Regions from separate parts of the Mus musculus genome. Here all the other regions are linked to region 2. Evidence: chromatin contacts called from public HiChIP or PLAC-seq data. All regions are on one chromosome and are shown on one strand. The core of a region is the stretch at or near the end of the contact, and the rest is flanking DNA. Distances in the headings are between cores, read along the strand shown.

Region 1 (3,122 bases), core at 579-3,078, 150 kb before region 2:
GAAAGGACGTGTACAGGTTCGTAGACGTGGTGGCCAGTTCTTTTTACACAAAATCCTGGTGCATACAATTCAAACTTAGTGCAGACTTAGTTAGTTAGTTAGTTACTGGGATCCACATATGGACTTTAGGAAACCCAGTTGCTCTTTCTCATTCTATATATCTGGTACATACATACATACATACATATGGGGAGGATAATCCTATGGATGGGCTCAAACAACAATAAAGTTAAGAATCATGGTACCTGGGTCAATCATTGTTTTTATAGGGAGGAAGCCTAAAACATCTCAAACTGCCAGAATATTATCCACCTTCGATATTACTGCTAGAATGTATCATATATATGATATATATCAAATGCATACATGAATAGTCATCATATAAATAATATTTGTACATGCTTTGAATAAAGGATATATATACATATATATGTATATATATATATATACACACACACACACACACACACACACACACTCAATCTGGTTATTCAAGGCAGGTGTGTTCAGGTTTGAGACCCACCACCTCCCATAAAATGCATACCCAACTCACTACACTGTAGAAAACAGGACAGTAACCCTGTAATAGCAATTGCACCTTTGGGCCCATTAGAGAAAAACAGAGTAAAATCTCTGGCCACTTTTTACCAATAACTAAGTAACAATCATTTGAAAAGCTACAGGCCTTATCATCTCAGAAAGTCCTTTGCCCAGAGTGTTTACCAAACGTTCAGTATTCAGCGAGCTACCTGGCAATAGAAGGGGATCAACTCTATATGTAACGTACACTCTCACTCTCTTTGATGCCAGAGATGTGTATCCTTCACTCACGAAAGGCCCTCCAACTTGTAATAACTAAAGGGTCAAGAAGAAACCTAAGTATTACAACTGCCTATTCCAATTTTTTGGTAGTCAGCTATCATTTGTCATTATTATTAAAGGTAATACTTTGAATGCACAGCCCTTGGCTTTTATGAAGCCGACTGTTTCTTGTAGTGGTAGTCCTGCATCTTATTTTGAGGGTTAAAATTTACATGAGGACTAGCAGTGTTCACTATCCTGTCCCTTAACGCTTCTCCAGTTAAGGTTTTGCATAATTCCTGCCCTTCCTGGCCAGGATCTGAAGAGGGGACAGGACGCCCCTCTGTATAAGAGGCCAGACAAAATAGCATTTATTAACACACCTAGCTTCCATCGCCTGCTTTTGCTCCTCAGACCGCAGTGAGGTCTAACTAGTGAGTTAGAACGGGGACACAGAACTTGGTTAACTTGTCATTTATGAAACCAGTCCATGCACGGTGCAAAACCGTAAACCCACGGGGTTTGGAGCATGCCCAGGGAAGAGCATCCTCCCAGTCCACCTAGGCAGCGATGGCACAGGCCGGTGGGCGGAGCTTGCGGCACACTAGGGAAGAAGGGGCACCGGTGGGAGGAGACCTGGGCAGAGTGGAGCCTGCCGCTGGGAGTGACGAGGCACCCAAGCCAAGCAGACCAGGCAGCGCACCCCCTTTCCTTCCTCCTCAGGGGCAGGGGCGGGGCGGAGGTACCTAGTTTCTGCCCCAGGTAGGTGAGGCTGTGATAGACCTTCTCAGCCGCGGCCAGGTGCGCCAAGGCCGCCAGCAGCGACAGCCAGCTGCCCCCCGCGCTCTTGTTGGCCTCTCGTTCCTTCTCCACATTGTCCTTGGCCTTGTCGTAAGAGAAGATACCCAGGTGAGAGAAGAACGTCTCCAGCACCGCCTGTTCCACCGGCACCGGGGCGGCTAGCGGGATAGACTCCCCCATGCGACCTGCGCGCCAGCTCCACCCACGTGGCTCCGCTCGCACTTCCGGGTTCTGAGGGGGACGCGCGTGCGCAGCTGCGTGCGTGCGCGTGCCCGCGGCGGGGCGGGCGAGCCGGCTGGCGGCGGGATGCTCCCGGGGCTCGCAGAGGGCGTGGCGGAGGTGAAAGGTGGAGGTGGCTACCAAGCCTAGGAACCTGAGCTTCCAGAGCCAGAGACCTGCAGCGGAGCCACCTCCAGCCCCGGGACGTCTCCTGCCCTCCGGAGGCCCCTGGAGGCCAGCGCCTTAGCGCGGATGACGTCACACGGGCTTGACGTCAGCTCTTGCGTGTCCATCAGAGCCAGAAGCCTTATCAGCCCTTACACCACCAAGGTTGTCAGATGGAAGCCAGACAGGAGTTCATAGCTAGTCGCCTAGTTTTCAAACCGACACACGCCATCAGTTAACATACCTGGCTAAGTCAGATCTGCATGAGTCGGTCAGCTTCCAGAGCTACAACTCTCTTCAGAGTTGCCCATCCATCTCCAACTCCATGAAGCTTCCTTGCGGGGGTTCTCAGAGTCAGGAATGACTTCCCATGAAATCGGTGCATTTTGTCATGCAGTTTCTTCACACGTTCATACGACATTTAAGAACACTAAACCATCTCAGCTCACAAGTGTGCTTTGAAATATTTCACGTATAAATTGTACGAATTAGAGAGTTTCACTGGGACATTTCCACGCATGAATATATCATGCTTTGACCATGTCCATCTCTCCTTCTCTCTCTTACACTCCTCTCTTCATCTTCCTTTGGCTTTCTTCCCAGTCCCTAAAAGTCCTTCTTCTCACATAATGCAAACCTAGGAAAAATAGTCACAGGGTATGCCAGACAAAGGGCTAATGTTTTAAGTTTTAATGGGCCAAGATCTCTTTCTAACCAGTAAAAACGAGAGGTTATGGACCTGTTGAGATGACTGTGTAGGGGCACTCGCTGCCCTGCCTGAGGCTCTGAGTCAGATGCTAGAAACCTACATGAGGAGTGCTGAGTCCTGCACGTTATCCCCTGACTTCCACATGAGCACGCAGGTATACTCACACAAAAACACGTGTTTGAAAGGCTATGTACATACTAGTCTCAAGAGAAATATGAAATGCAATTTTTATACCCAATTGAACCATTCAAAAGAATGCAGGCTAACTACTATACTCCTTATGAAGTGAAACTTCTTTCTGCTGAAGGGTCTGTGTAGAGAGAGTTGGTCTTGAATAGTCCGAGGCCTCTGCCTACTGTGTGTCAATGATACCCAGACCCAAAATAAGTTTCAAATATTGTTATGTGGGCTGGAGAGATGGCTCAGC
Region 2 (2,828 bases), core at 15-2,514:
GGAACAGTGGTAGCTACCTCATAACTTGTAAAGAATCCAATGAATTAAAACACAGGTCTCAGTATTAGCTTGTATTACTGTACTATCGAGTCCATACACGGCTCTCTAAAGCCCTACAGAGGGTTCATGTGTTTAGACCTGAGAAATCAGGACATGGAAATCAGAGCATATACATAAGGAACTTAATTTTAATGTAATCATGTCTAATGATCCTCATCTTCATTCCTTGAGATTACCCAAGTACCGTCATGACCAAGAAGCCTTTCCGTCATTGAGTACCTGATTTTTAAAAGCAAGCACCCAAATAATTCTCTCTAGGGAATCTCATTTGTTACAGGTGAGAAGACAGAGGGTTTTATGGTGCCTGAGTTAGTCCTGTGCCTAACCAGTGGAGTTTCCGTCTCTGTGCTTGCTAATAGTTTCACAAGTGGCTTGACTTTTTTAGAAGTATTATGTGGTATTTTACTGTGTATCACTTCTGTGGTAAACATGTGAAGTCCTTTGGCTTAGTCATACTTCATAACTTTTGAACGTTGGGTTTTTTGTTGGAAGAAACTTGGATGAATCTGTCATGTCATTAACAGAACTGAAATATTCTATTGTAAGACGTGCATTTGCGGTTAGAATGGTCTTGTTGCCTAAACTGTCTAAAATTCTAATAAAATAACTTTCTAAGAAGTCATTGGAGTGGGCCTTTTAAAATCTCCATTTTGAGTTTGATGAAAACGGATTAGAAGTGGGCAGAGATTCAGCTTCAGCCCCCTGTTTCAGTCAACGCCTCTGCCAGCCCTTAACCACTCCCGGCTCCCGTCCTCGGAGATCTGCTCGCCCTCGGTCTGGAGGGTGCCTTAGGTAGAAAGAGGAATTTGGTGCATCGTGCTTCCTTGGAAGCAAATCCTTGTAAGGAATGCCTGCTTGAGCAGGACCTGATCATACAGCAGTTTACCTCTTAAGTTGTCAAGTTCAAGTCTCCAGTGTTACCATTTTCAAAAACAGAAACTGAAAGCGACTTAAAGAGTACTGATGGCATGAACGGATACTTGCTTCACGCAGCAGCCAAGCGACGTTGAAACACAAACCCGCCCCATCTACTCTGCGAAAGCGATCGGCGGCCAGCCCGCTGTCCACGGGTGGCCGTGGGCGTCACCTCCTTGCCGCACGCCGGCCGCCCCGCACTCCCTTAGCTCCTCCCGCCCGCACTGGAGACTGCAGCCCAGCGAGCTCGGCCGCCGCGGAGTACGCACGCGCAGGCGCGCCCCGCACTCGGTCACGTGCTCCGTGGCCCGGGCTGGCGAAGCCGGAAGTAGCCTGGGGCGCGAGAAGGCCCGGGAGCCGCGGGCTGTACGCGGCGGACACTCGCGGGGTAAGAGGGGCGGGCGGAGGCCGGTGGGGGCGGACGGGGCCGGAGGGGCCGGGCGGGGGCGCGCCCAGGGGTCGGGGAGGCGGCGTGCTGAGTCAGCGCGGGGCCGCGGCCCCGGGAGCCCCGCAGCCTCGCGCTCGCCCGGGATGGGCCCTGGCGGCCGCCCGGGCACCGGGGCTGCCCTGGCCGGAGTTGACTCGCCGCTCCCACCCTTGGTCCAGCTGCCGCCGCCGGCAGTTTTTAGACGGACTGGCGTTCCCGAGGGTTGACTCACCCGAGGATACCGGCACCAGACGTTTTTAATGTACACAGCGAAATGCAAACCCCCCTGTCTTCTCGTTCCTCCCCGACCTGCTGGATTTATTTCCCGGATCCATTCCCCTGGTGTTTTCTGTCAGGCGTCCCAAGACGGATTCTCCCCCGAGAACTGTCAAAACCCGACCTTTCCCATTCCGGGACCTCTGCTATCTACGGAGTAAATGGGTGACATAGAGGGAGAGTTGGGAAATCCTGGAACTTTTGTCCCTACACCATGTCACCAGACCTGTTTTATCCTCGGTAACTTTCGCTTTAAGCAATCAAAGGAAGTAGACTGCCTACAGAATCACAGATAACTTACTTGTTGAATGCCAGATAATACACTTGTCAGGATTTGGGGAGATTTACATAGCAAGCATCCGTTGGGTGTGCTGAGTCATGTTTTAGTCCCGAGGGGGTTCCTGGAAAAGTTTCAGACCATTACTATTGCGGACCCATCTTTTTATATTGGTATAGAGAGAGAGCTTATCTTATATATCTTAGCTGATAAATATGTTTTCAGCTACCCACTAGAGACATATGCGCACTTGGTGATGAATCTGTCCTTTACAGTTATTTAACAGCAGTGCAGCATCAATTAGGGAAGGTTTCCCGTTACATATTTGGGTTTATCGCCCCTTGAATGGAGCGTACGTAGTTAAGTGGTAAGTGCATTTGTTGTTTTCGAAAAGGGTTCCTTTTTTGCTTACTTCAAATAGACAGATGGCTGTACAATTTCTTATCTAAATTACATAGGTGATAAAATTCTAAGTATAAGTACTGTGTAAGAGATTGTCGAACCTTGGACTCTTGGGCATTTCCCAGGACCCTAACTTGGAAGATCAGAGTTCTAGCTTACTGGAAATGGACTTGCTATCTGACCTCACAACAGTCTTAAAGGAGTCTGATCTGTCTGGTGTTGGTGCCATCTATTCGGTTGCATGGCCTTCTTGTGTTAAAAGTCAAGTCTGCAGTTGGTACATCTTAGGATTTGGTAATATATACTTGGTGTGTGTATATACATCCTGTCCATTTAGAAGTAAGGGGAATGACTACTTTTTGATGGTTTTTACGTGTGTGTGTGTGTGTGTGTGTGCGCGCGCGCGCGCGGTCTCATACATGCCGTGGCACAGATAGTCCATGTGGGTTCCGGGAACTGAACTTAGGTTAT
Region 3 (3,056 bases), core at 324-2,823, 130 kb after region 2:
GTATGCCACTATAAACTATACCTGGCCTCTGTCTTTTATTTTCTTAGTTTTAAGTATTATGACTAGGGTAAGGTGAAATATCAAAGTGGCTTTAATTTTGCATTTCCCTGGGGTCTCAAGATGGTGAACACTTCAAAAAAACCCAAAAACAAAACAAAAACAAAAAAACAAACAAAAAAAAAGCCCCAAACCATTCCTTAGCCATTTGTATTTTCTTTGAGGACTCTGTTTAGTTCCATAGCCAGCTTTAACTGGGTTATTTGTTTGCTTGGTGTTTTGCTTTTTGAGGTCTTCGTATATTTGTATATAGTAGTCTTCATGGGATGCTTAGCTGGCAGAGATGGTTCCATGCTGTAGGTGCCTCTTCAGGCGATCGGCGGGTGGCTTTGTAGCATAGAAGCTCTTCAATTTTGTGAACTTGGTTGTTGGTCCTGTTTCTTGCTGTGGCCAGAATCCTATTCAGAAAGTCTACCAGGGACTATATGCTGAAGTGTCTAACAGTGAGATCTCTGGTTGGTTTGGGGTTGGGTTTGTGTGCAGTTCAGAGAAATGGTCAAGTTTCATTTGGCTGCACGCAGATGCTCCTGTTTCCCCAACACCACTTGTTAAAGATGTCATCTTTTTTCCTGTTTGTATTTTTGGTCTCTTTGTCAAAAATCAGGTGGTTGTAGGTGTGTGGACTTATACCTGGGTCCTCTGTTCTATGATATCAGTGTGTCTGCTCTTGCTTGTGTGCCCTGCTGTCTTTACTACTGGGACTTGGTAGCTTACGCTGATAGCAGCAACGGAGGAGCTGATAACAGCAACATTTTTGTTATTCAGATTTACGTTGACTAGAAAACTGGGGGGGAACCAGAGAGAACCAGTGTGTTTGGGCCATGACACAGTACGGGTGAACTCATAGTACATATGGTTGCCTGCACAAAACCTACAAGATTAAGCCTTGGCCACTCAATATTTTAGTGTGGATGGAAGAGGAGATCAGGAGAGACCTCCTCTTCCCCCAGTGGGGTAACTATTGACAGTTGATGGCTTCTGAGGGAAGTCTTGAAACAGGACCACCACACAGCATCCCCCCTCCCATGAGTTCTAGGAATCAAATTCAGGTCTTGGTAACTACGCTATCTCCCATGCAAGGCCTTATCTCTCTCTGGTATCTTTGACACAGTGTTACGTGTCTGTCTTAGGGTTTTACTGCTGTGAACAGAAACCATGACTAAGGCAACTCTTATGAGGATGACATTTAGTTGGGGCTGGCTGGCTTACAGGTTCAGAGGTTCAGTCCATTATCATTAAGGTGAGAGCATGGCAGCATCCAGGCAGGCATGGTGCGGGAGGAGCTGAGAGTTCTACATCTTCATCTGCAGGCTGCTAGCAGAAGACTGGCTTCCAGGCAGCAAGGACTAAGGTATTAAAGCCCACACCCACAGGGACACACCTACTCCAACAAGACCACATCTCCTAAGAGTGCCACGCCCATCCCAGTGTCTGGGGCTGCCCTCCAGCTCTGCTATGTAGCTCAGGAATGACTTTAACTTCCTGGTCCTCCTGACACCACTGACCACACCCTCCAAATTCTGGGACTACCACCATGAGGTCACCTCGTCCTTCTGCAGGTGGCTTATCTCTGCTGGGAGGAGAATGGACTGATTGCATAGTTTAACTGCCCCTTTGACCTTTCGGTTGAATGGGCCATAAAACCTGCATTTTTTCTGCTTCCCTTTTCCAAAGGTGTTGTTGCAGGTGTGAAGTGAAAATGTTTACTAAACAGTAAATTCTCTAAGTCCTCTGCATTTCCAGCATTGTTGGGCTGCTCTGAGTCTGTGTGGGATGAAGGTCTCTAAGCTCCCCTGCTGATTCTGTGGCCAGCATCCTTTCCTCCTTGACTTAGCATTCCTGCCCTCTTGACTGTTTGCTTCATCCACAGGGCCGTCACCCTGCAGGCTTCTCAGAGGAGTGTAGTATCTTTGCCTCCTGAGCACACAGCCTAGTGGGAGGTCACGGGGAGGTGTACAGTGAAGGCACCCAGGCCACTGGCCACAGCACACACACAGGGCCCTTCACCTGTGCTGAGACATTTGGTGTAGATAAGGTCTTGGACAAGGGCATTGCTAAGAAGATGCACTGAGAGATGGTGGGGTAGAAAAGCCAGGCTGGCTGGGCAGCCGGGGTGACTGTCACATTCGCAGGGATCAGAGAAAAGGGGCTGAGTGCCATGGAGCTTGGGCGATGTGAGGAACCAGGTAGGTACAAGCCGTAGGTTATAGTGAAGTTAGGCCTGAACTTAGTGGAGATGTACTGTCTCTAAAGCAACAGTTCAACCTTCCTAACTCTGCGACCCTTTCATAAGCTTCCTCGTGTTGTGAACCTCCTCCAACCATAAAGTTGTTTTCATTGCGTCTTCATAGCTGTGATTTTTGCTACTGTTGTGAATAGTAATCTGATAGACAGGATATCTGATATGGGCTGAGAACCCGTCTTCTTTAGCAAAGGTCACTGAGATTTCTGAAGCTGTACTCATAGCTTAACTCTTGGAGACATTAGGAGGAAACCCCTGCATTTTGAGTTTCCAGGGTTCCTATTTCCATTCGGGTCACATTCATTGTCATCTGAACGTTATGCACGTACGGCAAAAGTGGAAGCTATAATGACTATGATGAATGTCGCCTCAGCTACAAAGAAGTTGGGGATTTCCAAACATTTTGTTGTCATTAAGAGCTGTCTCTAGCCAGGTGTGGTGGCTCATACCTTTAATTCCAGCACTCGGAGGCAGAGGCAGTCAAATTTCTTTGAGTTCGAGGACAGCCTGGTCTACAAATCAGTCCAGGACAGCCAGGTCTCTGCTACACAGAGAAACATCTTCTTTTTTTCTTTTCTTTTTTCTTTTTTTTTTTTTTTTTTGCCAAAGGATTTTTTTTTTTTTTTAATTGAGCAAGGCATGACAGGTACTGCAAGAAGAGTGGAGCCAGGGAACAGCTGTTCAGATGTGCGGAACCTGCCTGCAGCAGTCCTTTACTGTCTCCTGGCGCAAACACACTGGCGGTGCCCTCCAGAGC

What was found. HiChIP or PLAC-seq counts read pairs in DNA pulled down with a chosen protein or histone mark.
Region 1: an H3K27ac HiChIP or PLAC-seq map of bone marrow-derived dendritic cells shows a contact between it and region 2, with 3 times the contacts expected there. The contact joins the promoter of BC048403 here to the promoter of Tbk1 in region 2. A contact is called at or near these places in 6 of 484 Hi-C or Micro-C datasets (CD4 T cells, CD8 T cells, Th1 cells and 2 more), 2 of 115 datasets of contacts at active chromatin or transcription factors (bone marrow-derived dendritic cells and memory CD8 T cells) and 1 of 9 other capture datasets (adipose tissue).
Region 3: a FOXA1 HiChIP or PLAC-seq map of pancreatic cancer cells shows a contact between it and region 2. The contact joins the enhancer-like site here to the promoter of Tbk1 in region 2. A contact is called at or near these places in 1 of 39 promoter capture datasets (liver), 1 of 484 Hi-C or Micro-C datasets (cerebellar granule neurons), 3 of 115 datasets of contacts at active chromatin or transcription factors (bone marrow-derived macrophages, extraembryonic endoderm stem cells and pancreatic cancer cells) and 3 of 9 other capture datasets (adipose tissue, liver and pancreatic islet).

What each region holds. Positions count from the first base shown.
Region 1 is chr10:121,738,636-121,741,757 of GRCm38.p6, reverse strand. It overlaps BC048403 (cDNA sequence BC048403), which reads right to left and starts at 1,828. Exons shown (of 3, transcript NM_173022.3): 1 at 1,548-1,828. The coding sequence starts at 1,782.
Region 2 is chr10:121,585,230-121,588,057 of GRCm38.p6, reverse strand. It overlaps Tbk1 (TANK-binding kinase 1), which reads left to right and starts at 1,264. Exons shown (of 21, transcript NM_019786.4): 1 at 1,264-1,363. Xpot (exportin, tRNA (nuclear export receptor for tRNAs)) reads left to right here. Exons shown (of 25, transcript NM_001081056.2): 25 at 1-678.
Region 3 is chr10:121,453,833-121,456,888 of GRCm38.p6, reverse strand. The region is part of intron 1 of Rassf3 (Ras association (RalGDS/AF-6) domain family member 3); the gene reads left to right. Among named protein-coding and RNA genes, the nearest start is that of Rassf3, 21 kb to the left of the region's middle. Within about 2 kb of position 1,573, at least 34 of the 459 cell types and tissues checked have an H3K27ac peak or open chromatin away from gene starts, as enhancers often do. A contact at or near this core is called in pancreatic cancer cells, where this site is marked.